Linked DNA regions of Rattus norvegicus: region 1 is linked to region 2. Evidence: chromatin contacts called from public Hi-C data. All regions are on one chromosome and are shown on one strand. Each heading gives the region's core, a stretch centred on a gene start, on an enhancer-like site or on the middle of the called end of the contact. The rest is flanking DNA. Distances are from core to core; before and after follow the strand shown.

Region 1 (4,933 bases), core at 812-3,311, 50 kb after region 2:
TCAACCTTCCTCATGCTGTGATCCCTCAATACAGTTCTTCATGGTGTGGTGAGCCCCCCAAACATAAAATTATTTTTATTGATACTTCACAAGCGTAATTTTGCTACTGTAATAAATTGTAATGCAAATATTTTGGGCGGTAGAGGTTTGCCAAGGGGTTGCCACCCAAGGTTGAGAACCGCCACTCTGTAGACATGCCCATAGGCCAAACCGATCTAGACAGTCCCTCACTGAGACTCCTATGATTCTAGCTTGTGTCAACAATTAAAACCATCACACTCCTGCCAGGTGCAGTCATTTAATCCCAGCGCTCTGGAGGCAGGTGGGTCTCTGTGGCTTCCAGGCCAGCCGGAGTAGCATAGTGAGACACCGTCTCAAAAGCAGTGACAGATGACACACACACAATGCACGTGCACGCACACAATGCACGCACAGAGACAGGGAAGGAAAGTTCCTTCTTGTACCTTGGGGCAGGAGAGATGTCTTTCTGGTTATGAACATGTATCGATCCTGCTGAGGACCTAAGTTCAGGGCCCAGCACCCACAAGATGTCTAACGATTGCCTGTAACTCCAGTTCCGAAGGATCAGACACCCTCTCCTGGCCTGCACAGCTCCTACAAGCAGGTCGTGCACAGAAACTCACGCAGGCGCACACACAGATACATAAATAATATTTTTTAGGCTACCAAAACAAACAAGAACCTCATCACACTCCATAAGTCCTTACAGTCTCCTTTATTCTTCCCACAGGCCCCCTCTCTCCAAAACTGCACACTATCGGAAGAGTAGGCAGCATCCTCAGATCCCACCCCTCCCCCAAAGATTCCTCCTTTGTGTGCTGTGAGGCGGGCACTCTCTCACACTGCAGGTGGGAGGGGGAATTGGCAGGATCTCTCTGGGAAGCAATTCTGTAACCTGACTCAAAAGCCTGAAAAATATTTGTGCCCTTTGTCCTAGTAATCCTACCTCTAAAATATCTGCCTAAGGAAATAATCAGAAATGCTGACAAGGGTAGATGTTTAAAGATGTTAATCTTGCTGTTATTTTAACAGCAAAAACTGGAAACAATTTAAAGGCTCCACAGCAGGGGCTAACTTAAATAAATTGTACTAAAATGGGATGAAATACCGTGCAATCAGTAAAACTATCATTTTGGAAGAACAATTGACTGGAAAGTTGCATAAGTGGCGGATCCGTACAGTTTGGGGCTGGTTTCTTTCCATATAAAATTAGCTAACACTTGTGGAATGTTACTTACGTTCCCTGAGTCCTCAGGACATTCCCATACTGTTCACACCGTTATCCTCATTTTTTAGAGAAAAAACAGCGCCAATGTCTGTGGTGCGAGGCATGTGGGAACATTTTCTTTATCCTCTTGTGCAGTCTCCCATTCTGCCTTTCTTTTTTCTTTTCTTCTTCTTTTTTGGGTGGTGGGGGAGTTTGAGGCAGGACTTCTCTGTGTACTCTTGGCTGTCCTGGAACTCACTCTGTAGAACAGGCTGGCTTCAAACTCCAAACTCACAGAAATCCACCTGCCTCTGCCTCCCAAGAGCTGGAATTAAAGGAGTGTGCCACCACTGCCCAGCTTCCCATTCCTTAAAAGCATTAAAACATTTTTTTAAAATGTGTGTGGATGAGTGTTTTGCCCTTGAATGACGAGCATGCAGTTGCTTGGTGAGGCCAGAAGCAGAAGAGGACGTAGGAACCCCTGGAGCTGAAGTTGTGAATTGCTCCGTGGATGCTGGGAATCCAGCGTAGGTCCTCTGCAAGAGCAGCCAGTGCTCTTAGCTACAGAGCCACCTCTCCCTGTCTTGGTTCCTAATTCTTGAAGGAGGTGATTTTTTTGGTCTCATTTGGGTTTGGGGAGATTTTTGATAGTTTTGTGTCTTTTTGTTTGTTTGTTGTTTCTCTGTGTACCCCTGGCTGGCCTCAAACTCAGAGATCCCCAGGCCTCTGCCTCCAGAGTTGGGATTATAGACATGTGCCACCGTGCTTAGCTTTGCTGGTTGGCTTTAAGTTACTGTTTTTTGTTAGTGTTGTTTTTAGATTTTTGCCCTTCCTTTCCTGTTTTGTTATTTTGCGGGGGTTTTTTTGTTTTTTGTTTTTGTTTGTTTTTGTTTTTGTTTTTGTTTTTTGGTATCGTTTTTGCCAGCTGAAGTGAATGGTTGCTTTCTGGTATTACAGATGTTAATGCTGAAGAATTTGAACCACACACAGAAAATGAAGCCTTTCCCCGCAAGGTTAATCCAATTGCCAGAGCTGACTCTGAAGTCGAGCTCTCTGCTTAACGTTTCCAAATGTGTCTGGGGACAGAGGCACTTTCAAGCAAATGCCACCCTCCTCAGGACCAAGTCAATGAGCTCCCCAGCCGGAGTCCTTTAAGAGAGTACATTCGGTGTGGGGCTTTTCTTGCAGTGGCTGTCTGTTTTGTTTTGTTTTTGTTTTTGTTGTTCTCCCCACTCCCTAGTAGGAAACCATTTCTGATCCAGACCGTTCCAGCCCAACAGCTGGGAGTTGGGATGCGAAAACCCCCGTTTCAGTTCTGACCCACGGTTCAGGCCGTCAAAGGTTAACATTTTTCCTTCATGTTCCCTGGTCCCCATCTTTAGGCCGGCTGGTCCATTTGTACGACTGCTAGTAGTTCCGAAGTTCCTGGGTACCTCCACTCCCCATCCCCATTTCCCGCTGAATCGGGACCCTTCGAAGTCTGTTCCACCTAGATAAGAGAGGCCAGAGAAGGGGAGATGTCACCGACCAGTGCTAGCCGCAGAAGCAGGAGGTTGGCCTTGGAAGGCTGTTCCCACCCACTTAAGGGCCTCTGGAGAGCCCGGCTGGCAGCGTGCAGAGCTGCAGGAGGCGCCTCTAGGGCGTCGCACCCAGGGCGAGCTCGCTTGTAGGCGGCCAATGCCTGCGGGAACAGCGAGGGGCCTCCTGCGCGGAGCCGTCGCCCTCTGGTGGCAGCATGGGAAAGGTACAGCTGTTCGCTGGGCGCCACCTCCCCTCAGACCAGAACTGGAACTTGCTAGAAGGGGAAGCCAGACACAAATGAGCCAGGACTGGAACCTGGGACTCCAGGCAAATTCCTCATTCAACTGACATTTACAAGGACCTCTAGAAACTATGAAGAGTAAGCATCCGAGGCTTAAGATTTGACTCAGGCTATTGCAATAAGGAGAACAGTTGTTAATGAGTAATGTCTAAAACAAAAGGGAGGAGGGCGGGAGTGTTAGTTAGGCCGGTAAAGAGAGTCACCAGAGCACCATAGAAGCAGGAAGGAAGGAAGTGTGGAGATGATGGCCTTTTCGCGGAACATGCACATCAATGTGGCCGGTTCCTTAGCTTTCTCCCGGAACCCAAATTTAGCAGTGAGAGTGTTGTCTGCTCGGGCTGCCTTTGCCAGCACTGTAAACAGCAAAGCGATATTGTCCTTTGTGAGAGGAAGGAAGAGGAGCTGTGGAGATGGTTTAGGGGTTAAGAGTACTTAGTGCGCGCGCACACACACACACACACACACACACACACACACACACCCCGCTACCTACTTTTTAAAAAACGTTAAAGGAAGAGAAGAAAGGGATGCTGGGCCCTATTGTTAGGCATGAGGGAGATTCCAGACTGACATGCTGAGTCTAGGCTGGGGTTGCATGAGGTTGCGTAGAGCTATGCAATCATGCATAGCTGGATTGCTGGAGGTGGGGGGATTGTTCAAAGAGGGACGTCCTCCCGGATGCCCTCCCCCAGTCATCCAGCTGTTACATCTTTAATAATCTTCCCTACTATTTCCCACAACTCCACTGGTTACGGCACAGCCCCTTTGACTGGTTCCACAGCTTTCCCCTGGGCCTCTGAAGGCCCTCTTAACTGATGTGTTTTCAAGCACAGCCTACCCTGCTGTATCCAACTTCTGGCCCATCATCCTGCCAGTGAGGAGAGCTGACCTTTCATGATCTCCTCAGAGGGACTCCAAGTAGACCTGTTGCCTATCAAAATCCCAGAAGGGATTTTGGGGGTGTAGTTCCGTTGGTTATCCAGGCCCTGTGTTTGATCTCCAGCAATGCATAAAACCCCCAGTGGTGCTGCACTCCTGGACTCAGAGACAGAAGAAGGGGGATCAGGCATCTTCAATTACACAGTGAGGTCGAGGCCAGCCTAGGACACATGAAACTGTATCAAAAAATATAAATGGGGGTGGGGGTAGTTTGGACAGATGGCTTAGTGGTTAAGAGAACAAGCTACTTTTGCAGAAGACCTGAGTGCTGTTCTCAGCATCCACAAAGCGCAGTCCACAACTGCCTGTAACTTCAGTTTCAGGGGGTCTAATGCTCTTTTCTGGCCTCCCAGGGCAGCTCACTTACACATGCATACCCCATAATTAAAAATTGAAAAGAAACCAGGCAGTAGTGGTGTGCACCTTTATTCCCAGAGGCAGGCAGATCTCTGAGTTCAAGGCCAGCCTGATCTACAGAGTGAGTTCCAGGACAGCCAGGGCTCCACTGAGAAAAACAAAAACAAACAAACAAATATTTAACCTTTTTTAAAAGTGTGTCAGTAGGAGCCCCATCATGGTGGATGAAGAGGCTAAATCTAGGGAGCCAGACTAGCAACAGCAACCCGCCGCTCCCCCCCCCACCGCCCCGGGCATTTCTGCCTGCTCACACTGCTAGCTTCAGCTGCATGAGGTGATAGCTAAGGAGGAAGGTCTAGACGGTCCAAGGAGGCCTTGTCCTGCCCCACCCCACTGCACTGACGCTGGCCAGCGGAGCCCCTTGTCCAGGCTTGACTTTAACATTGACTTTCCCAGTCATATAAAACATCGGGGTTCATTATGACACTTCCAGGCCTGTCTGTCACTTGCTTTGCTAATATTCACCCCATAGTTAAACTTTCCTGCCTCCCAACAACTCATGCTGCTTCCCACCCCCAGTAAGTCCT
Region 2 (5,066 bases), core at 2,407-4,906:
ATATTACATTGTCTCAGAAGAACAGGAAGAAAGGAACAGAGGTGGGGACTATCTGGAAGGCTATGCAAGGAGGAGGTGGGAGCTTGTTGTTGGCGCTGAAGGATGAGAGAGTAAAGATAAGGAGGAATTCCATGACCTTGAACCAACCATCTGGAATTCCTGCCAGCTCTTACTAAGTAGGGGTTTTAGAGCAACAATGGCTTGGAAATGAATTCTGTTCAATTCTTCCCCCACCAAACCCCATTTTAATCTTTATAAGTCCTATGAGAAGCCATTCCCTCCCATATCTGAGAGTCGACATAAAAACTTACTGCCAGACTAGAAGTGACGGGAAAAGACATTGGAAAATAGGACGTCAACTCTAAAGAATGTCTCATCTGTGTGAATTTTAATATATGTACCAGGCGCCAGAGATCAAATATGCAACATACATATGTATATATGAAAGTTAGGGTGCTTTAGCTGGTGTCTGCTGTCACCGTTTTCCTTCATTCATTCCTTGTTTTTTGTTTGTTTGTTTTGCTTGTTTGTCCTTCGAGACTTGGTATCACCATGTAACCTGAGCTGGTCTTGATTCACCTGCCTCAGCTTCCTAAGTAATGGATACATGTGTGTGCAGCCACTGCTGGCTTATTTCACCTCATCTCCTTCCGGTTTTGTTCTGTTTGTTTTGTTTTTGTTTGTTTGAGACAAGCTCAGCTTGCACCCAAACTCACTCTGTGGTCAACGATGGCCTTGACTTCAGATCTCCTCTCTCCACCCGCTGAGTGTTGCGGACAGACCAGCACCACCACGTCTGGTTTATGTGGCACCCGCACCCGGGATTGGACGCAGGACTTCTTGAATGCCGGGCATGCGCTTCACTGGCTGGGCCAAACCACTGGTGTGCTTTTGGGGCATCTCGTGAGCTGTCAATCTGTAGTCAACCGTTCTTGGCTGTGCTCGTGCATCCACTCCATGGTGGCAGAGTCAAAAGCCCAGCGCTCCTCAGGAGGAACTCCACCCACCCACTAAGGTCCCAGGAGGGAAATAAACTGCTTTTCAGTGCTGACTCCTTCTGGCAGCAAGCACAGCTACAAGATTTGTCATCTGTCTTCGCGGTCCCCCTGATGCTGTTACAGAGAGAGAGAGTGGAAGATGAAACAACACTGACAACCATTAGTCAAATGTTATCACTCAACCAACACTTACCCACTCTTTTCTAAACAACAAAAATTATCATTGAAGATACGACTCCAAAAAGCAGACCAGCGAGAAGGCTCAGGGAGGAAGGGCACTTGTTACCAAGCCTAACAACCAAAGATCACCCCTAGAACTCACAGAATGGAAGGAGAGAACTCGTGCAAGTTATCCTCTTACATCCACACCAATGCCATGATACAGGTGTGCAACACACACACACACACACACACACACGCACACTAAATAAAATGTAAGGAGTAAAAAGAATTCAAGACACTACCTATTGGAGTCATTTAGTGTTAGGCAAGTCTTGGGGCTCAGGATGAGTGTGAGCCCTAATGATGGATGCTGAAGGCTCTACTCAGTAGATAAAAATGGTTTGACTTTTATTACTAATCTGTCATCACCCTCCCTCATTCCATTGACAAAAATCATCCCACAGGCCAACTCGTGTCATCTGCGTGCAGGCCTCAGCCTTCTGGGCTGGCTCAGCAGCTACCCCAGACATTTCGAGGACTCGAGTGTAGGATGTGTTCCTGGCATATGCTGGGCGTCTGGAAGTCAGACCACGTGCTTCTGCTGTACACCCATCATCCTCACTGGCAATGGGATAGCATGGCTTCAATCTGTCATGTCCCTGTGGTGAATGAAGACTTGGTTCCAGCTGGGGGTGCTACTGAGAAGGGATTACCTAGGAGGAGATTCTGTATTATTACATAGCGAGGACTCCAGCTGGGAAGTGTATAGCTGAATAGACTATTAGAACGTGGGGCCTGGCTGGAGAAACTAGGGTACTGTGGGGGGTGTCTCCAAGGGATATATCTTCTCCCTGAGCCCTGGGCCTCTTCTATCTTTCCTGTATCCTGGATATCATGAGATGCACAGTCTTGTTCCACCTTGAGCTACCAGAATGTTCTGCTTCACCTTCTGCCCCAAAGTAGTCGAAGCCATGAGCCAAACAAATCTTTTTTTTTAAATGTATTTATTTTATTTATATGAGTACACTGTAGCTGTCTTCAGACACACCAGAAGAGGGCATCAGATCCCATTACAAAGGGTTGTGGGCCACATGTGGTTGCTGGGATTTGAACTCAGCACCTTTGGAAGAGCAGTCAGTGCTCTTAACCACTGAGCCATCTCTCCAGCCCGAGCCAAAACAAATCTTATTTTAAATCATTTCTCTCAGATGTTTTAAACAGTAACAACACCAACTAACTTAAAACCGTATTTGCAACAGCTATGGGAATTTGGACCTACAGGTACCTGCACTGTTCCAAGTGGTCTTCATCGATGAACCCTTTCCATGACCATTTGTGGTTTGAATGCGGAACTGGAACATCTCTCATAGGCTCATGAGTTAGAACAAGAATGGGTTCCCAGGTGGTGGAAATGTTCTGTGAAATCTTGGGGAGGTGAGGCTTAGCTGGAAGAAGTGGTTTGTGGAGATGAGTGGCAACACTGAAGGCAACAGCCTAGCCTTGCTTTTGGTCCCCGTGCTCTGCTGATCCACCAAGACATCAAACCAACAACCTTCTCCAAAGCACAGAAGCATCCTACGTTCCTGATGCCCTCTCGGCATTGCTGATTCTCAGTATTTAGGTTTTGAGCCATGCATATGTATCGACTCCTCAATAAAAATAATAAACACATTTTAAATTGAATGAAGGGGCTGGAGAGATGACTCAGCGGTTAAGAGCACTGACTGCTCTTCCAGAGATCCTGAGTTCAATTCCCAGCAACCACATGGTGGCTCACAACCATCTGTAATGGGATCTGATGCCCTCTTCTGATGTCTGAAGACAGTGACAGTGTACTCATATAAATAAAATAATAATAATAATAATAATAATAATAATAATAATAATAATAATAATAGAGTGCGTGCGCTCTTCTGGAGGACTTGAGTTCAGTTCCCACTATCCACCCATGCCAGGCAGCTTATAACCACTTGTAACTCCAGCTCCAGGGGATCTGACGCTCTTCTGGCCTCTGCGTGTAGCTCACCCGCACATACCCCACACACAGATGTACTCATAATTAAAAGTAAAAATAAAATCAAAGAAAGAATTTAATTTAAAAAGTCTTCTGGAGCAAATATGGAGGGTGTTAAGCATTGTCAAGAATAAAGAGTTCTCCTCACCGACTTCCTGCCATTAGCTAAGCAAAGACATGGAAATCACCAAGGGTCTTTTCAACTTGGTTGCTGGGAAGCAGGGAACTAAGCCAGCACTTAGCTCTTAGCCCTCTGTTTATGTAGATCTCTAGCAGACTCTCCCACAGTTTCAGCCCACACTTAGATTTGCTAAAACCCATTCTAATGCTTTGTGAGGTGAGGCTGCTGCTCTTCCAGAGGACCTGGGTCAGGTTCCCAGTAGCCATACTGGTGGTTCACAGCCCCCTGTATCTCAGTGCCAAGGGATCCATCTGGACTCTGCTACCTGAACTCACCATGTATGTCCACATGTACAGACGTACGCACATGCAGAAAATTTTAAAATAAACTTTTAAAAAGAAGAATACATTTGCAAGTGCCTATTGCAATGTCTTTACCTGTAGATAGCCTTTGACTCAGGAGTTATTCCTCTAGCAGTTTGTCCTCCAGAAATGATTGAAAAGATTTGGCTGCCCACTATAAACAGTAGTTAAAACATTGTAGCAAAACTGACTGTTCATTGACAGGGTGTGGCCAGCTGCTGTAGTTGGAGACGGGGTGATATATCTCAGGCTTTACACTGTTCATTTTCCAGTCTCCGTGTCCTGAGTGCTGGGATTATAGTGTGCTCCACCAGGCCTCAACTATGCAGCGTGGGGGACAAAACCCAGGCATTCCTGAGGACGCCCGGCCTGGTTAGGTACAGTTTGCTAAAATGTTCAATAGCTAAAGAGAGTAAGTTAGAACCACACCTCCTCCCTCTGCTTCCAGTTGCTATGACAACTACCCAAACTGGGTAATCTGTGAAGAGTAGAGGTGTATTTGGCTCAGCGTTCTGAGGATCGAGCAATCCAAAACCATCTTCTTGGCTTTGGGAAGCCTGTGCTATGCTATAACATAGAGGAAGGCCCACATGGTGGCACGGGGCAAGTGAACTGGGACAGGTTTCTCTTCCCTTTTTAACAAAGTCAGCATGGGGTCCCACCCTTCCTTCTGACCTCATCTAATCCCAATTACTTCCTTCAAACGCCATAAACATATGAATTAAGGGGTTAAATGTCCAATACAGAAATGTTTATGGGATGTACTCACACCAGAGTGAGCTAACTACATTGACTGACAAAAAAGAGAAAAGCCACTCTCAAACCGGTCCTCCCTCAGGACCCTTTCTCTGTTTTGTACATATATGTCTATGTATTTATCATTTACTTATTTACTCATTGATTGATTGATTGTGTTTATGTGTGTGTGTGAACACATATGCCATAGAGTGATGTGGAGGTCAGAGGTCAGAAGTCAGAGGTCAATTTTCTTCTACCATGTGGATTCCCAAAATGGAACTCAGGTCACCAGGCTTAGCAGCAAGTACATTCATGCATTAATTCAACTCTCTGGTCCCTGTCAGGACTTGTTTTGGATCTTTTAAAAGCAATTTATTATTATTATTATTATTATTATTATATAACCTATGAATTTCAGTTTGTGTTGTCTGTATACTTTTTTGTATGGGCCATCTACTGGGGCATGGTCCACCTATCAAGAGCCATGACAGTAAAGAAAACCGACTCCCGGGAAGCCATGAACTGTGCCCTGCTCCACATTTGGGGCGGGGCCTTTTTTCAGATTCTTCTAACTTACTAAAGATTTCAGTGTGCTCTGTCTGGGAAGGTTTTGTCCATCAGCATTTGCAATTTTAGAAATGAAAGCAGAGATATATTTCAAAATGTGTATG

The links. A called contact is a pair of places that touch in the nucleus more often than the background predicts.
Region 1: a contact with region 2 is called in a Hi-C map of Schwann cells, with 2.2 times the contacts expected there. The contact joins two enhancer-like sites. A contact is called at or near these places in 5 of 12 Hi-C or Micro-C datasets (the A7r5 cell line, Schwann cells, frontal cortex and 2 more).

The regions. Positions count from the first base shown.
Region 1 is chr8:72,477,255-72,482,187 of GRCr8, forward strand. No RefSeq gene overlaps it. Among named protein-coding and RNA genes, the nearest start is that of Skor1, 23 kb to the right of the region's middle. Within about 2 kb of position 2,062, at least 24 of the 93 cell types and tissues checked have an H3K27ac peak or open chromatin away from gene starts, as enhancers often do.
Region 2 is chr8:72,426,020-72,431,085 of GRCr8, forward strand. No RefSeq gene overlaps it. Among named protein-coding and RNA genes, the nearest start is that of Skor1, 75 kb to the right of the region's middle. Within about 2 kb of position 3,657, at least 12 of the 93 cell types and tissues checked have an H3K27ac peak or open chromatin away from gene starts, as enhancers often do.